2 separate regions of the Sus scrofa genome follow, and region 2 is linked to region 1. The links are chromatin contacts, called in public Hi-C maps. All regions are on one chromosome and are shown on one strand. Each heading gives the region's core, a stretch centred on a gene start, on an enhancer-like site or on the middle of the called end of the contact. The rest is flanking DNA. Distances are from core to core; before and after follow the strand shown. Region 1 overlaps ANKH (progressive ankylosis protein homolog). Region 2 holds the start of ANKH (progressive ankylosis protein homolog).

Region 1 (5,525 bases), core at 2,058-4,557:
ATCAGATTGTTGTTTTGATAGGCTCTCCCAGGGCTGGGTGAGAACAGAGGGGGACAGGGGGCTCAAGGGCAGGAGCAGGGAGAAGCCCCGTTGGGGGGCTACTGTAACAATCCAGATGAGAGATGGCTTTGGTCCAGGAAGTGAGACATGGTCAGATCTGGAGGTGTTTGAAGTGGGTGCTAATGGGGTGTGCTGAGGGGTCCACATACAGTGTGAGGGGCTATGATGAGAGGTGAGTGCACATGTCTCCTCCTCCAGGCTGGAGGCCTGGCTGCCTGGCGGAGGGGGCGGGTGCTGTCCTCTCCACAGCTGCTAGATGGAGTAATTTCTAAGAAGGTTCTTAAGGCTAACAGCGAGGTTATGAGAAGTCACCACATCTCCAGTGGAATGACAGCATTTCATCAGAACTGTCTCTAAAAACCACGGTGAGTCCTAATGTAAAAGAAAAAAAAATGCCATTTTACCAGGGTGGAAATGCCTGGCGCAGACTGTGTGTGAAAAGGGCAATGAATCCAATTTCCAGGGGATCAGCATGAAAGGCGGTGGCGGGAGCAAGCCTGCAGTACTCTCCAGAGGGAATGGGGCTGCTGTCCTGTGGAGCCGCTGACTGGGACCGCTGACCCATCCTCTGAAAGGGTGAGAGGCCACGAAGGGGCAGCACGGGAGGGGGTGATCCAGAGGAACACGTCTGAGCAGGGCAGAGTCAAAGGTAGGACGATGATATATATAGGACAATTTATATTAAAAGGAGGAGCTATGTAAAAAGGAGGACTTTTTTTTTTTTTAATGGCCACACCTGCAGCATATGGACGTTCCCAGGCTAGGGGTCCAATTGGAGGTATAGCCGCTGGCCTATGCCAGAGACACAGCAACGCCAGATCCAAGCCAGGTCTGCGACCTAAACCATAGCTCACGGCAATGCTAGATCCTTAACCCACTGAGCTAGGCCAGGGATTGAACCCCAATCCTCATGGTTCCTAGCTGGATTCATTTCTGCTGCACCACGGCAGTGTATCTTTCAGACTTAATATGACCACATTCTTAGGAAGAAACAAAGGGTTGATTGAAAGAAACTGCATACTTCAAACAGTAGGGGGCGCCATAAACCCAGCACGCAGATGGTGCTCCAGTTCCTAAATCCTGCCCATTCCGTCCATCCACAGAATGTTAATTCTTTCCTCCTCTGATTTGAAGAATATTTAGAAAGTTCCAACCTCAGCTTATGTTTAGCCTTTACTTTTGTTGACTGTTAACAGTCAGATTGGAGCTTGTGAGAGGCTGGGGTCGGGGCCGGGGTGGGGATGGGGAGTCATTGTTTAATGGGTAGAGTGGTTCAGTTTCGCAAGATGAAGACTTCTGTGGATGGATGGTGGGGACAGGAGCACCACAATTTGAAGTTATTGAACTGTCCACAGAAACATGGTTAAGGTGCTAAGTTATACGTGAGGTGTACTGTACTGTAGTTTTTAAAAATTAAAAAGAAAACTGGGGAGTTCCCATTGTGGTGCAGCAGAAATGAATCCAACTAGGAACCATGAGGTTGCGGGTTCCATCCCTGGCCTCGCTCAGTGGGTTAAGGATCTGGCGTTGCTGTGAGCTTCGGTGTAGGTTGCAGACGCAGCTCTGATGCTGCATTGCTGCGGCTGTGGCATAGGCCGGCGGCTTATAGCCCCAATTTGACCCCTTGCCTGGAAACCTCCATGTGCCTGGGGTGTGGCCCTAAAAAGCAAAAAAAGAAAGAAAGAAAGAAAGAAAATTGGAAACTGCTTATAACAACACAGCATGCTTGTTCATTTGCTAACTGCTTTAAGAATACACGTGTGCCCCATGGCCTTTGAGAAGCCCCTCTCTGCTTCCACAAGGCAGCTTTTTTAACGACCCTGGAGCCCTCTTCCAAGCCTTGGACCAAATGGAAACAAAGCTTTTTGCAACAACAACAACAAAAGCATGCGCGTGTGGATGTGTGCTGTCATTCTATTATGAGGGCTTAGGTGGAGATCAGGGGACCCGTCTTAATTGTCTTTAATCTCCCCAGAACAAACCAATCAACCCCTCAAACCTACAATGTATGATGATTTAAAAAGCAAATACTGGATTAGTGAATCCCAGGACCGGGGCATTATTTTGTGCTCCTCTACCGAGGACACCAGGGTCTGGGGGGCTGTGCGACTGTCCCCAGGTCACCTCATCTGTAAAGGGTGGGGCCGGGATTTCAGCCTTGGCCTTGGGGATGCAGAAGCCTTGCTCTTCCCATGTTTTTGGGATGTCTAAAGACACCTGAATGGCCCGGGGGGTACACGGTACACAGACACTGTGAGAAAACGCGAATGTCTTCAGTTCAGCTCATCTACCTTCGGGCCTTTCGTCCTCCCCCCACGCACAAGAGATCCTTTTCTTTGCCTGGATAACGCGGACAATGGGGAGGCAGGCTCGGGGCGCGGGCGTGGGGCGGCGCAGCAGAAACAAAGCCTCACACAGGCTGTCCTTGTTGGAGACACAGGGCCAGTGTGGTACCTCGGTCGGAATAAGGCCGGTAGTGTCCGCCACCCCGATGGCTGAGGGACAGGTGCTGGGTCAGGTCAGCCAGAGCAAGGGGTCGGGGTGGGTCACCCTCACCAACCAAACTTTTCCCTGTGAGCACGGGGCTGACTGGACAGGGTCCCGTGCGGTGGCCTTTGCTATTTCTCAGTTTGGACTGTGCAGCTTTCTGGCACACAGCGGAGGGGCTCAGGGCTGGCCTCTTTACTGGGATGCAGCTCGGACGGGTGGGTGTGGCTAAGAAAAAGGGAGCCTTGAGGTGCTGGTTGGGTGCTGACATATGCTGTCCCATGATGTAGCAACAGTGGAGGTTTAATGTGCTGGCCAGAGCCCTTGGGACTGTCCATTATATGTCAAAATGGAAGGAGGGGACCTTATCCATGTCCTTGTTAAGCGAAACTGACCTTTGAATGATGAAAAAGCCCCCTAACTGGGGGAAACTGAGGCTGTGACAGGCAAGGCTGGACAACACTCCAGCCTGCGACTGGTAGGCAGGGCATTTTCTGGTGTTTTCTGCCGGCAGCGCCTTAGCCAAGCTGCCCAGACCTTGAGCAGAGCAGGTGGCCGGAGCTGGCCTGGCAGGATTAGGGGACTATAAATACTGCCACTGTCAGTGACCTCGCTGCCTTTCCAAGGTGGTGGCCGCTTTTGGGGGGAGGGGACAAGGCAGAGTGGAGGTCCTGTTTGTGTCTGTGGGATCTGTGCTCTCTGAGGACTTAAGCAGTGCAAACAGCAGAAGTATTTTAAGATTAGCTGAACCTCCCTTGAAAGGGATTATCTCAGTGTGTCACAGAGGGAGAGGCGGATGGATCAGACCAGCCTTCCGCACTGCTGCCTCCTCTGATGCTGCGCCTTTTGTTTTCTTTCCCTCTGGGGGGGGGTCCCCCCAAGACCCTGAAGTTCTGAAGCTTTAGGATTAAAACGTTTCAAATACCAAATATCTTCACCTTAGATTCTGCCGTGGCCTCCACCCCTTGGGTGGCATGTATGTTCGTGCTGGCCTGGGCAAGATGCGACACGCACCCAGCGGTGTTGCAATCCCAGGCCTGGTGTCCACAGACGGCACAGCCACCCCCTCCGCTCTCCAGTAACCCCTCCCAGATGAGGCTTATCTCAGGAAGCTGGGGACCAAGAGGAAGAACAGCCTCATTGGATGGAACAGTGGCCGTCAAAGCAGAGATGGCCACTCACGTGGGAGAGAGTGACCATGTCCTTGTTAAGCTCACAAGAACCAGGAAAATAAAAAACCCCCAATCAATTAAAGGAAAGAGATTTCAGCTGGGAGTCCCCTCCCTCACCCTGCCTTTGAAAATGCTCTGCTGGGAGTTTCCATCGCGGCTCAGCAGGTTAGAAACCTGCCTAGTATCCATGAGGCTGCGGTTCCATCCCTGGCCTCACTCAGGGGATTAAAGATCCGGCATTGCCTTGAGCCGTGGTGTAGGTCACAGATGTGGCTTGGATCCTGTATTGCTGTGGCTGTGACGTAGGCCAGCAGCTGCAGCTCTGATTTGACCCCAAGCCTGGGAACTTCCATATGCTGCATGTGTGGCCCTAGAAAGACAAAAAAAAAAAAAAAAAAAAAAAAAAAAAATGCTTTGCTGAATGCTATAGAGAAGTTCAGGCTTTTTGAGTAAAAGCTGCTGCAATAGATGATCCATTTGTCTTCTCCACAAAAAAAAAAAAAAAAAGAGAGAGATTTCAAAGTTCATGGGCAAGAGGCAAGTAAGACCTAATAACAGCAAAGATTCTGAAAGGAGCTGGAAAGCTCTCAAAAGAGAACTCCCCTCCCCCTCTACAACCAGAAAAGAGAACAGCAGGCACCTGAAGATGTCAGGGGTTCCCCAGCTGCTGGGGGAGGTAGCCAGTTACCTGCCATCTCCCTGCCTTCGTCTGCAGGCTCCCAGGCTCTCTCTGCCCACGTTCCCGGAGGGTGAGCCCAGGAGAAGTCTAAGGACTACCACCTTCAAGGTCTCACAACCTCCTGGATGAATCAGGTCAGGCAGGCAGAAGTCCAGCTACACTGAATGCCCGCAAGTGCTGAGATCAAGAGAAAGAGCCTTAAAATAGTTACATTCGAAGTGAGATGAGAAAAAGGCAAGAACCACTAGGGGCTGAGGTTACATCCCAAGCCCCTCCTTTGAGCCTGCCTTTTTCACGACAGGGAGTCATCTTAAAACTTGAAGGTGGAGTTCCCGTCATGGCTCAGCAGTAATGAGCCTGACTAATATCCATGAGGACGGAAGCAGAGAACTGGGGAGATACCAGGAGAAAATCCCCTAAAGATGGATTCTGGGAAGTGGCCAGTCCCTGACTGTCCTGAGAATATGGCCAAGGGAGTCTTAATGGCTCTTGTGTTTCACCTCCTAACTGATAAAGCCCCTGGAGCCTTAGGCTGCATAAACGACAATTCTAAGGTCAAAACTGGACAATCTTTTTTTTTGTCTTTTGTCTTTTTAGGGCCACACCCATGGCATATGGAGCTTCCTAGGCTAGCGGTCTAATCGGAGCTGTAGCTGCCAGCCTACGCCACAGCCACAGCAACACAGGATCTGAGCCGGGTCTGCGACCTGCACCACAGCTCGCGGCAACGCCGGATCCTTAACCCATTGAACGAGGCCAGAGATTGAACCTCATGATTCCTAGTCGGATTTGTCTTTGCTGCGCCAGGACAGGAACTCCCCCAAACTGGACAATCCTAATCCATTCCAGACCTGATTTGGAATTTTTGCTCCATGGTCTCAGAGGACACTGACAAACTGAAACAATTTCAAGGAACGGAACCAAAACACCAGAGGATTCAGAAGCCAGGCTGTGAAAAGGTATTAAAATGGGCTTTTGTGTTTGAAGGGCTACCACGTGGAAGGGGGATTAGATGGGCTCGTTAGCAAAGAGGGCAGATGAGGACGAGCCCCTGACCATCGCTGTCTGAGGGAAGTTGCATTCTGTCTTCATAGCCTCCTCCCCTCCCAGATACTCAGTTACTTCTG
Region 2 (5,525 bases), core at 1,872-4,371, 150 kb after region 1:
TCTGAAAGAAGGATGGTGGTGACCTTCATGTGTCTGTCTGTCTAAAACTTGACAAAACTTCATGTCAATGGCTGCATACTTTCAGAAATCTAATGCAGACCCACTTTTGCAAATAGGTTTGTTTTTTTCCTCCTCTTCATTGTGCCTCAAAGCAGTTAGGGTGAAATGCTCTTTCATTCCTTACTCACCTATGACCAGATCACTTTTTAGCTTGCACTGTAATTCTTTCCCTCCAGCTTAACAGCATGAAAAAATAAGTTCCATTCTTTTTACCCTGCACCATTTTGCACACTTACCATGATGATGGAAGGCAGAGCAAGGTTTTGGAAACACAACCATTCCTTCCCTCCTCTCTCCACCCTTAACTCTGATAAAATATCTCCACCACCAGGCAGCCTATAACCTCATGCCTATACCTGCGCTTAAGGGATAAGAACTGCAAAGGACACTTGCTGATAAAACTTGCTTCTGTGCAAACAAGACAACTCTTCTAGAGCTTTGCTTACATCACCTACGATAAGGAGGTTAGCGACATTTCAAGGATGAGTTTGAATTATTAGACCCACTAGGACAGACCAGTTGTCTCTTTTGTGATCTTGGGGAGACCCTTTTCCTTACACTAAAATCAAACCTTAGTTATATCAGCCATGTATAAAATCAAGGCAAATGTGAGGCAATACCATGGTTTTCTTTAGGCCCTTCATTACTATTTTTTTCCTTTTCTTTTTAGAGCCACACACCTGCGGCATATGGAAGGCCAGGGGTCGAGTTGGAGCTGCAGCTGCTGGCCTACACCACAGCCATAGCAAGGCCAGATCCAGTCACCTCTGTGACCTACACCACAGCTCACAGCAACACCAGGTCTTTTAACCCACTGAGTGAGGCCAGGGGTTGAACCCAAATCCTCATGGATACTAGTTGGGTTTGTAACCTGCTGAGCCACCATGGGAACTCCAGGCCCTTTAATTATGACAAAGAATATTCATTCTTCCAGTTATCACTTTATTACACCACACCCACACCCACACCCACACACACACACACACACACTACAGTTCAGAGAGAAGCGATCAGGTGAGCAGCCTAGGCTTTCTGATAACCTTTGGGGCAGCTCCAAGAAGATAAGTCTTAAAATAGCAAAAGGTTGAGGTGAACACGCAGCACTTGACTCATCTAAAATATGCAACGTAATAAATTCATGTCTAAAAACCTTTCCAAAGATTAGAGGAAATGCCCAGAGCCACCAGTTAATTATGAAAGAAGGGAAGGTGTGTGTGTTGGGGCGTAGGGGGTTGGGGGCCGGGTAGTAGCAGAGAAGCCTTGGGGGACCTGGTCAGGTGCTGGCAGAGCAAAGCGGCAACAGAAAAAAATAACATTTCATCAAAGGGAATTAGTTGGCTTACTAGCTAGTCAAAGGTCTCTAGAGGCTACGCTACATTATGAACACTTGCTGGCTATAAAATTCGAAGTAAAAAGTAGCTTACAAAGTGGGTTAAGTATTAAGGCGCTTAAACCATCACAATCAATCAAAAGTTCTGAGCCGCAAAGAGACAAATGTAAGCAGATATTCAGCAAAAGGAGGAGTCAAAGGAACTCCCCTTGGAAAAAACTGTTTGGTTTTTTGAAACTAAAGGTGCATCAGAATAGGTGCCTTTTCTACCTCAAACATCCTTTGAGGTCTCTTGACTTGAAGGAAAAGAAATAGGGTAGGACAACAGCAGGAGCTGCCCAGGGCCAGTCATACACCTGCCCATCAAGGTGACAGGCTGCTGCACCTTCCCCCCAATCCTCTTCTGGGTCTTAAAACACAACTGCATCCCGCTGGAGGCCTGCGAAAACGGTCCCCAGCAGCAAAGGGCAGAGTACCAAAGCCCCGCTGCTGGAGAGTCTGCAGAGCTGGATTTGCAATGACGCCACATGAAGAGAAATGGGGGAAAACATGAAAAAGAAACAAGGATGAGAAAGCAACAAACACAAATGTGCTCCCCTTCTTTAAAGGGGGGGGGGGCGGCGGAAAGAAACCCTAAACTAGAGATGGTCAGTGGTCGGTTTCTCAGGACACGCTTGGGACACCTCTAATCCATACATACGCTTTTTTAAAAATTAGAAGTACCTGGGAAATCACACAGACACATTCTAATATAAAAATCTCCCCATCATCACCATCACCACAAGCCCGGGATAAACAAAACCCCAGCACTCGAGCTATCAGAAACTATATTTTACTTACAAGCCAGAGGTTTACATAATCACAAATTACATAATACTCCCTGTGCACTAAAACCACTTCTATAGGTGAAGCTCCAAACCCTCCAGTCTTCTAACATTTTCCAGAGAGCGCTGGAAAAGTCTGCTGAATAACTGGGGGGAGGGGGGAATGGAATGCTGGAAAGTCATCCCTGACAAGCTGTAAACCCAAGCAAATGTTCCAGGATAAAAAGAGACTCGGAGCAGGTGACTCTCCTCTGCCCCCATCCCCTGCCGCCCGGGCGTCTAAGGCCAGGGCAGAGGGAGCAGAGTGCAGGGTGCGGGGCGCTGGGCGGCGCTGCCCGGGCCGGGCGAGGGGCGCGGCCGGGGTTTACCTGCTCCCCGAAGTCGATGGCTATGTTGGTGATGCCCAGGGGCACCAGGAACCGGATCAGGGGCCAGTAGTGCGTGAGCGCCGGGAATTTCACCATAGTCCCCGCCGTGGGCTGACCCCACACACATCTGCCGCCGCAAGGGGACTCTGCCGGGAGGCGCGGGCCGAAAAGGCCGGGCGGGGGCGCGGGCGGACGGAGGCCGGGTCGGTGGGGCCTCGGTGCGGCGGCGGCGGCTCCTCTTTGTAGCTGCGGCGCCCTCTCCAAGCGCGGCTGCTCTAGCAGGAGATCCGCAAGCTCAAGTCCATCCCTGCTGCCCTCCCACACAACAAAGATCTGCCAGGAAAAAAAAGAGGAGGGACGGCAGCGGCGGCGGCGGCAGCGGCAGCAGAAGGTTCTGCTGACAGCGGCTCCATTATAAGCGCTCTGGGGCCCGGAAATAAATAACCGCGCGCACGAGGCGCCGCCACCGCCGCCGCCGCCGCCGCCGCCGCGGTGCGGAGGAAATCAGGGGCGGGCGTGGAGGCGCGGACACCGCTGGCGGCCCCGGGGGGGGGGGGCGGGAGGGCGGCGGGCTTGGGAAGGGGCCGGGCCGAGCTCGGCGGGCGGCGCCCTCCTTCCCTCCGCCGCCGCCTGCGCTCGGCGCGGCCGCGGGGGGCGCTGCGCACGCACACGCCGCGGGCCTGTCGCCTCCGCGGCGTCCTGGGTGCAACTCGCCGCGGCGCTCCTGCCGTTGCAGGGGCCCCGGCGCGAGGCTGCTGGGGATGCGGGTGTGTGGGGGGGCGCTGGGGTGTGGCGGAGGGGGTGCCCAGGGGCGGGCGCCCCCGGTGATCGGGAGGCTCTGGGGGCCTCCCGAGTTCCCGCGGTCGGGCCTTGCCGCCGGAGCCCCACGGGGCGGGGAACTGGGGTCCCCGTGCTGTCCTGGGAAGGGCCAGGACGTGTGCAAAACTGGCAGTCAAGAGTAGGAGACGTGAGCGCGGATGCGCTAGGAGGGATCGGGGGGTGCGTAGGCCCCGGGAGGGAGAGGGTTTGGCAAGCCCCCTTTCTCCTCCGGCGGGCCCCGGGCGGACCTCATCCCCAGGTGGCTGCCTTGAAGCGGGCGGGGACGTGCGGAGGAGGCCGCTCCCGGCCGGGAACCTGCTTTACGCAGAGCCGGCGCCCTGAGAGTGATGAAGGCGTCGCTCTGGGCAGGATCCAGAGACCGAGACAAGGAGCATCTCTCTCAGGGTGTCCGGGGGCGACGGTGACCCGCATTCTGGGGGCAGATGCGCGGAGAGTCGCAGGGACGATTCCCGCAGGCGCCCAGGCTAGGCCTGCAGACCTTTGGGGATCGCAGACCTGCCTCCAGGCGAGTTTGCTGTGAGCTGAGATTCCTCTCCATGCACCACTATTGTAACAACAAACTTGAAAAGTCTGTTTCTTTTAGCTATAGAAGAAAAAGAAAGAAAAACCTGTTGTATAATGCTTGCCCCAGTGATTTCAGGGTAAATAATAACTGCGTTGAGTGTTTTACCTTAAACTTAAGAACAGTGCCAGCAGCAAAGTGCACGATGTGCCTAGAGCAGGTGATCAGGGGTTGAGGCCCTGGGAATGAAAAGTGCCTCAGGAGGGGAGGGATTGCAGCGAGATCTCTGTACCTTAAAGGAGGATAGAAGAAGGCCTCGTGTGCAGGTCTGGATTCATGGGTGTGTGACCTGTGCTCACACAAAGGCCCTGGCACTTAGGAGGAGCTGTGCCCATTTAATGCTCTGCCTCTTGAAATACATAGTTTTTGAAGGAGGGGTTGGCAAGTTCTGTAGCCTGTCCTGCTCATATTACCTCACACCTTCCCCACTCCTGGCACATATACATCTTTCAAAGTACACTAGACATAATAAATTAATTTATTATTGGAAGTAATAAGGTAATTCTGCACCCAGAAATGAGCCTATCACCTCCCTCCCATTTAGCATTGTAAAGCTTGTGCTTGTAGTGAGCTTGAGACCGCCACCTCCTGGGTGCAGGTATTTCCCCATTATTTGAAAGTATTAAATGTTTTCCATATTTTTTTGACCTTTCAAGCCATTTAAAATTCCAAACAGAACAAGGCCTTGAGAAATAGGAAGCTAATTTACCTTGTGGCTCTAATGTAACCTCAAATTATATCCCCTATAATTAAAATGATTCTGGTCATTTTTTATTGTGTTAGATCATATTATTTGACGTTTCCCAGCAAAACAGGAAGTTCTTGTGTATAGGACTCTCCTCAATAGCAAGTTCCTGAAAGTTCTGTTTTAATATAGTTGGATGTTATTTTAAATATACCAAGAGAGGAGTTCCCACTGTGGCGCAGTGAGTTAAGGATCCAGTGTTGCCATAGCTGTGGTGTTGGTCACAGCTATGACTTGCATTTGATTCCTGGCCTGGAACTTCTATATGCCATGGGTGCAGCCAGAAAAAAAAAAAAAAAACACCCCCACCCCAAGAGAGCCTATTATTTAAAGAAACTCTCAGGGAAGCAGTCTTTGCTAAAGCAAATATCACCTTGTGGTCTATCCTTTCTGTACTCAGGCAGTTTTACTTAAAGCAATCTAATTACACTGACCTTTGTCTAGAATGTGGGGTTGATAAGGTTTTCAATCGATCCCCAGCAAGTCTCGTTTGCTTTGGTTGTTCCCTGGACAAGGACTGGCCACACTGCTTCTGCTAACTGATACAAATGCACACCTTTGGTCTGAAGAAGGAATGGTGAGAAAGTTCCAGTTGAATCAATGGAAGGTCATCCTCCTTGTTTGAGTATTCTAAGTGTGCTTTTTTAAATAAGTGATTTAATAGTGTCATCTTTGATTATGGCTAAGGACACTTTATATTTGAAATGGCTTTGCATTTCAGTCACACTATGGCTATGTAGAACTGAATGGAACAATTAATTACTTTTTTTCTGTCGAAGAGTCAAAGATCAGATAG

Evidence for each region. Hi-C and Micro-C count contacts between places; a contact is called where the count stands out from the background.
Region 2: a Hi-C map of liver shows a contact between it and region 1, with 1.7 times the contacts expected there. The contact joins the promoter of ANKH here to the enhancer-like site in region 1. A contact is called at or near these places in 1 of 5 promoter capture datasets (liver) and 9 of 47 Hi-C or Micro-C datasets (alveolar macrophages, embryonic fibroblasts, fetal heart ventricle and 3 more).

Annotation. Positions count from the first base shown.
Region 1 is chr16:4,118,729-4,124,253 of Sscrofa11.1, forward strand. All of the region lies in intron 8 of ANKH (progressive ankylosis protein homolog), which reads right to left. Among named protein-coding and RNA genes, the nearest start is that of OTULIN, 58 kb to the left of the region's middle. Within about 2 kb of position 3,308, at least 14 of the 83 cell types and tissues checked have an H3K27ac peak or open chromatin away from gene starts, as enhancers often do. A contact at or near this core is called in liver and skeletal muscle, where this site is marked.
Region 2 is chr16:4,267,952-4,273,476 of Sscrofa11.1, forward strand. It overlaps ANKH (progressive ankylosis protein homolog), which reads right to left and starts at 3,122. Exons shown (of 12, transcript XM_003359727.5): 1 at 2,583-3,122. The coding sequence starts at 2,678.